Regions from separate parts of the Pan troglodytes genome. Here region 1 is linked to region 2. Evidence: chromatin contacts called from public HiChIP or PLAC-seq data. All regions are on one chromosome and are shown on one strand. The core of a region is the stretch at or near the end of the contact, and the rest is flanking DNA. Distances in the headings are between cores, read along the strand shown. Region 1 overlaps DENND1B (DENN domain containing 1B). Region 2 holds the start of LHX9 (LIM homeobox 9).

Evidence for each region. HiChIP or PLAC-seq counts read pairs in DNA pulled down with a chosen protein or histone mark.
Region 1: an H3K4me3 HiChIP or PLAC-seq map of stem cell-derived excitatory neurons shows a contact between it and region 2, with 11 times the contacts expected there. The contact joins the enhancer-like site here to the promoter of LHX9 in region 2. A contact is called at or near these places in 4 of 7 Hi-C or Micro-C datasets (blood, induced pluripotent stem cells and stem cell-derived neural progenitor cells), 1 of 1 datasets of contacts at active chromatin or transcription factors (stem cell-derived excitatory neurons) and 1 of 1 other capture datasets (stem cell-derived neural stem cells).

What each region holds. Positions count from the first base shown.
Region 1 is chr1:51,569,435-51,572,437 of NHGRI_mPanTro3-v2.0_pri, forward strand. All of the region lies in intron 20 of DENND1B (DENN domain containing 1B), which reads left to right. Among named protein-coding and RNA genes, the nearest start is that of DENND1B, 240 kb to the left of the region's middle. Within about 2 kb of position 1,402, at least 3 of the 24 cell types and tissues checked have an H3K27ac peak or open chromatin away from gene starts, as enhancers often do. A contact at or near this core is called in stem cell-derived excitatory neurons, where this site is marked.
Region 2 is chr1:51,185,734-51,189,086 of NHGRI_mPanTro3-v2.0_pri, forward strand. LHX9 (LIM homeobox 9) reads right to left here and starts at 1,324. Exons shown (of 5, transcript XM_009440355.5): 1 at 699-1,324. The coding sequence starts at 872.

The DNA.
Region 1 (3,003 bases), core at 152-2,651, 380 kb after region 2:
GTGAATTTAATTGCCTAAAGGCAAATTTCTGCAGGGACCTTTGTGATTTTTGTAATCTAGATAATTTTCATGTTCCTACTACTATTTTTCAAACTTCAATTTTTATACAGTTGAAATAGTAGAAAAATGCACTAGAGCAGCCTCAGAAGACCTGGGAAAGATGGACAGTTTTGTGATAACAGTGAGGCTGTCTGTGTATGTTTGTATTTACGTGATTCATTTAAAACTTCCAACAATCCAGTCAGGGCAAGAATTATTATCCGCGTTTTTCAGATTTAGAAACAAATGGAGACTAATAAATGTGCCCAGAGTTCTACAAGTAATAAATAGCAGAATAGGAATTAAAAAGCAGGCAGACTGATTCTAGAACTTAGGTACCTAACCACTATTGTCATGCCTTTATGTTGGATGGAGTGATTGTAGAAGAGGGATAGTTAGAAATAAGGATATGGAGTTTAGAGCCAGACAGAACTTAACTTTGAAAAAGGTACTAGGATTTAACATTGAGCAAAACAAAATATCCCTAAGCCTTAATGTTTACATTTGTAAAATAATAATACAAGTTATTTTCCCAGGATGCTATAGGCATTATAAATAATGTATATAAAATATCTGCCACATAATAAGTACTTGATAATCGGTAGCTGTTTGTTTATGGTTACCATATCATATATCTTGAACTCCAGGTCTCTGTAGCAGTGGCACCAACTGATTTCTCTCTTGGTAGTTATAGTCCAGGATCACTAATAATCTCTAATCACTAAAGTAGTTAGGACTCCTAAAATTATCCATCTTCATTCTAAGTAGGGATGACCATAGATCCCAGTATATTGACTTGAATAGAAATATAAAACTTATTGTACCAAGAAATATCTTATTTATAAGTTTATAAGACCTTGAGTATGTCATTTTATTGTGAGTAAAATTGAGTATAGTCTTCACTCATCCTATTCCTAGTCCATTTGATTATTCGTTTCAGAAGTGGATCTCAGTTGTCTAAAGAACTTTACATTTCCAGTTTCCAGCTAGACTTGTCAGTGAGAGATTTTATTTTCATCTGTTTTTCAAAAGATGAAAATGGGATTATGATCATTTAAATTCCAAGAATGTATTTTAAAGTAAAACATTATGAAGTTTTACAATCTGTGTGCTGTAGAAAAGAACAAAGTTCTAAGCCTGTGTTTTAAACCTGTTTTCCATTATTTAGCTTATCTTTGGAATAGATTGTGAATCTATAGTCCACATCCAACAAATAGTAATTTGTGTGCTGGTCTGCTAATTAGTATGGCTGTTGCTCGTTTTGTTGATGAGGCTTAAATAAATGTCAAGGGTACAGCCATGAAGATCTCCCAATTAGGCTCCACATTTGTAAAACCCAACCCTTTTCCCTTTTGTGTAAAGATGACAGTTCCAACAGCAGCCCCAGCCTAACAGGACTCCAGGGAAAGGATCCTTCTCTGGTTTTATTGAAAACAGGGCCAGTGAGTCCACTGAGAATATAGCCACTGGTCATGGTGCAGAACAGTCTTAATCCTATGTACTTATGTTCTTTCATCAGTTTTATTTTAGAATAGAATACTGGAGACTTAGTGAAAAATATAAGATAACATAAATCTGTAATCTGAGATTATGTTTAAAAATACTTACTTGTAAACATTTACTAACATTTTCTTTTCTAAGAATAAGAAATTTCTTTAAATAATATGTAAAAGTTATATATATCTGAGATATTGCTCCATATTAGCCATGCGTGGCTTAGTCTAGCAGTTATAATGTGTATGTTTCTGTGTGTCTTCATGAGACTCACAGACACCTCAACTATACTAGTGAACAAGCATGAGAGCTTAGCTGTATTACAAGTCAACATTAACAGATGGATGGCCCTAAGCAAGGCAAAATCACCACAACAAAACCTAGGGAAAGTGGGGGACTAAAGCTTTTTGTTGTTAAGCCCTATTAAAACCCTGGCACACGCACATGCACACACACACACACACACACACGTGCGCGCGTGTACACACACACATATATATACACACATATATATACATATATACATATATACACATATATACATATATACATATATACACATATATACATATATACATATATACACATATATACATATATATATATATGACTCTTAACTATTTCATGTCGGGAAAAATAGCAATATTTTTAGATTTTCAACCTTCAGTTAATTATGTAAAAACAGCATGAGAAAATGAGTGGAAAGTTGTTTTTCATTTGCAGTGTGATACAAAGCAGTATGCTTGTTGATAAATACTCTCACTTGGAATGTTACCCAAATAAAGTGTTTACAAATAGAAATATGTTTAATAGTCACAATTTCTACTATTAGACCAAGCACTATTAAACTGGTGGACATTTATTTTACTTAATATAGTCACATACAGACTAATAGTTTTGAGGTATAAAGAGTTATCTTTTGAATGCACAAATAAGAATGTTTTAAGCATAAAATATAATCTGTGATTTTATATTTTTATCCATTATACAAGGTGATATCACACTTAAAAATGAAACTTTTTGTCTTTTTGAATCTTTATGTATTTAATGGTTTATAAAACATTCTAATGGATTTGTGGAACATAGCACAATAGCTATGAGTTCATTTTATAGTTGATGAGTAACATACTTTTATATTTTAAAATATGCTCAGAAGTCATATATACTTTTATGCATGCAGAGACTTACAAGTAAAGCATTTCAAAGCCATGTTTTGATTGAACAGGGACTTAAGAGAAATCTCAATATGTTAGCATCTTATTTAAAAATATGAGCAATCAAATAGTTTATTTTTATATATAATAAATGTCATATTTTAAAATGCTACAGATGTAATTTTCTGTGAAACTTATAAGAAAAGAATATCTTAGGTTCTCTTAAATTACTTAGTTCCTAAGCATAAGAAAAGATGGGATGTCCACACCTAGTAGGGTGTGGTTTATAGTATTGTATTTATGAAACACTTTTATT
Region 2 (3,353 bases), core at 74-2,573:
TTAGCTTGTTTAAGGGTTGGTTATAAAGTTCATGCGTTTCGACTGGGTGCCGCGCTCCTCCGTATGTTTTATTTGATTTCCCCCTACACATGACACCCGCCCGGTCCTGGCGCTAAACGTAGTGCTGTCTCCTTAGAGGGACTGAGTCGGGATGCCAGAAACCCTGAGATTCTCTCGGTTAGGGGTCCCAAGCCCCGAGCGTCTAGAGAACTGGAAATGACCCAGTCGCGTCCGAATCTACTCCACAGGTCCGGTCATCAGGCCCAGAGACTAAGGCCACCTGGGCTCCTGCTTGGCTCGGACGCCTCGGCAGCGCGCCGTCCTCCTATTGCTTGCGCCCAGCTTGCCCTCGGAGCTGCGGATCCTCGCCGGGGAGACGCCTGCCCCGGAATCAAGGGAACCTTGAGGTCTGTAGAAGAGAATGCCACCACCCCCCACCCCACCTCCTCCCAGTTCCTCTCCCTGCTCTTTCGGAATCAGCTGCGACAGAGGATAGCCAGCTGCAGACATTTCGATTCAGAAAAACGACCGTTTCTTAGCCCTGTAGGCATAGGTGGACGGGAGAAAACTCACCCGCCACCCTCAAGCGGACGTCTCTACGACCCGCCGCCCCCGTTCTCCACCGGCCAGGGAGTCGGCTTGGTTTAACAGAGGGCGCAGGGGTGCCCGGCTACCGCCGCGGCGGAGCCCTTCCTTACCGCGTCGCGGCCGTTGAGCTGGGCGCCTTTGGCCAGACGGGCCTCAGTCTTGGATCTGCGCTCCATCTCCTCCATGATGCCTTGGATGTGGCCTCCGGAGATCCCGTGAAAGAGCATGGCTGGGGGGCGGAAAGGACACGAGTTGTCTTCTGCTCGGCACCCCACTATTTCCATATACACACGCCCGGGGCTTTCAGCTCATCCGAGTGAAGGAGGCAAGGGACCAGAGAGGGCTGCCCTGTAGGAGCGCAGAGACGCTCGAGGATGGAGGGAAAGAGGGAGAGAAAGGAGGAGAAGAAGCAGACGGAGTGGAAATCGGTCTGCTTGGGGGGCCGAGGGGAAGCAAAAAGAACTGGGAAGAGTTGGGGGGAAGCCTCAGCGGCTCCCTGAAGGAGATGTGCAGAAAACAAACAATTCGGGCGGAGGGAAAAAGAGGCGTAGAAGGCGAATCTTACTGCTCTGAGAGATCGAGTTACTAATGGGAAACAACTGCAGCGGGGGGAGGAAAACAAAATCTGGTGAAGAAAGAAAATAGTTTTGAACACAAAGAAAGAAAAAGACGTGCTATTTTCAGCGTTCCCTGGCTGCTTGCAAGTTCCCAGTGCCTGTAGATTGGGTTGGGGACTGCTCCTGCCTGAGCTGTGTCCAATTTGTTAAGAGACTAAAGCCAGCCCATTTTTGATAATTTAGTAGGAGGAGTTCTCTCCCCGGAGCTGCCACGGATTTTTATTCAGACAACAAAGACCTGTCATACTCCTCTCAACCCCCTGGTGATGGGCAAGCAGGACAAACATTACAAAGGGGTGGGGGGATAGAGAGCGGGGAGGCAGGAGGAGGGGGCATTTACCTCCCCACAAAACACACACGCGCGCGCGCGCGCACACACACACACACACACACACACACACATCCTTCCAAGAGTTCCCAGCAGTCATGTTTTAAAGGGGAAAAGGAGCTCTTGTTGTCCCCGCCCTGTTGCAGAAGGCCTAGAACCCGCCTATTTGATCCGAGTTCAAGATCAGACCTTGGCTCAGGACACACAGAATAACAACTTCAAACTTTGGATTTCCTCCTTGTGGACTTTTTCATCCCCAGCCTGCAGGACTGTCACCCGAAATGCATAAATATTGAGCAGAAATGTAAGCAATTTACTGAGGTGGAGATAATGCTGGTTCCTCTCCTCCCCATCCCATCTTCCTCAATCCACTTTTAAAAGCAGCTGTCTGACAATTCATCTCTTTGCCTCACCTTCTTGAGGGCCGGAGACCCTACTAGATGCTGGCTTCATCCGAAGTGGAGAGGGCGTTTGGAGCGTCTGCATTTCTCAGGGTTACTTTTGGCAAAACAATTTTCTTTGAGAAAATTAGAGTGTAGGGGACAGGGCATGGACCTGTACACACGGGTACGCAATTGCGCCTTGGCCATAGGGCGGCTTATTCTCTTCCCCGGTTCAGGTTTGAAGGAAGGCTGCCGGAGATTCTAATGTCTCATTTGAAGCTTGCCAATATGGGAAGCGACTTGCGGACTCCCGGGAGCTTGGCGCCTGCCCCCGCAGGACTGGGCGCTAGCCCCATCGCGTGCTGCTCCCACTACCCTGGCAGGACAGAGGACTTGTAAAACTGGGCGCACCCGCCCACTCAGAAGGGTGTGAAAGGGACTCTTTGCCGTGGAGGAGGGGAAGGTGAGAACTGACAAGCAGAATGGCAGACCTGCTCCTCACAAGAGGTGGGATTGTTCTGTCGCCCTCTGTTCTCGGCAGCGGCGGCCCCTCCCCGGCCCGATTAAACAGTGTCCACAATACTCTGATATTGTCGATTCATTCAAACGGCCAGAGGCCCCCTAGGAGTCCGAAGCACAGCGCTGCGGCAGGAACCAACGCGGCTTTACCCAGAGAGGAGGACGCGCCGGCCGCTCTCTGTTCCTTCCGTCCCCTTCGTCAGCCTGCGCTCCCCACTACTTCCCGCCGCCTTTCCCAGGACTGCGGTGCCTGTGTCCTGGCACATCCTAGATACCTCACAAGAGCCGCCCGGCCGCAGACCCGCTTCCCTCCGCCCGGGGGAGCCCGACCGGGAACTGTGGCCAAAGCTAGAAGGACGACGGGAGAAAAGCCAGGGAGAGAGGGAGAGAGGGAAGAAGGAAAGAAAAAAAGAAGTGAGAGGATGAGAAGAAGGGGAAGGAAGGAAGGCAGAAATAAAGCGAGGGAGGAAACGACCCCTGGTGCAGCAGCCTGACTTCCTGTCCCAAAGCGTTGTCTTCTGAGGCTCCTGGAGTGACCTCTTCCATGAAACTCAAGACACTACTGCTTCCCCTCCTTTTTTCTCAGGGTCAAAAATAATGTTATTTGCAGACTGGACGCAGTTTAGGTCCTCCGGGTGCCAAAATGCAGCTCATAAAACACAATTTCACACAAAAATGAAGCCAATCAAGTGAACTAAGCTGGAGACATCCCCCTCTTCCTTACTTTGGCAGCTATACCTGACAGCAGGGCTGCTATTTACTGTAAGTAATGTAATTAGCCCCTTTGGATGGGAATCAATGAGCTTTTCAAACCCACGTGCACACAAGAAGGGCCCTGAGGAGGGGCTGGGGGCAGCAGTCCTTTCAGAGACAGCAGGTCCTCTCACAAAGGGGCAGATTGCCTTCACACAAGTCAGA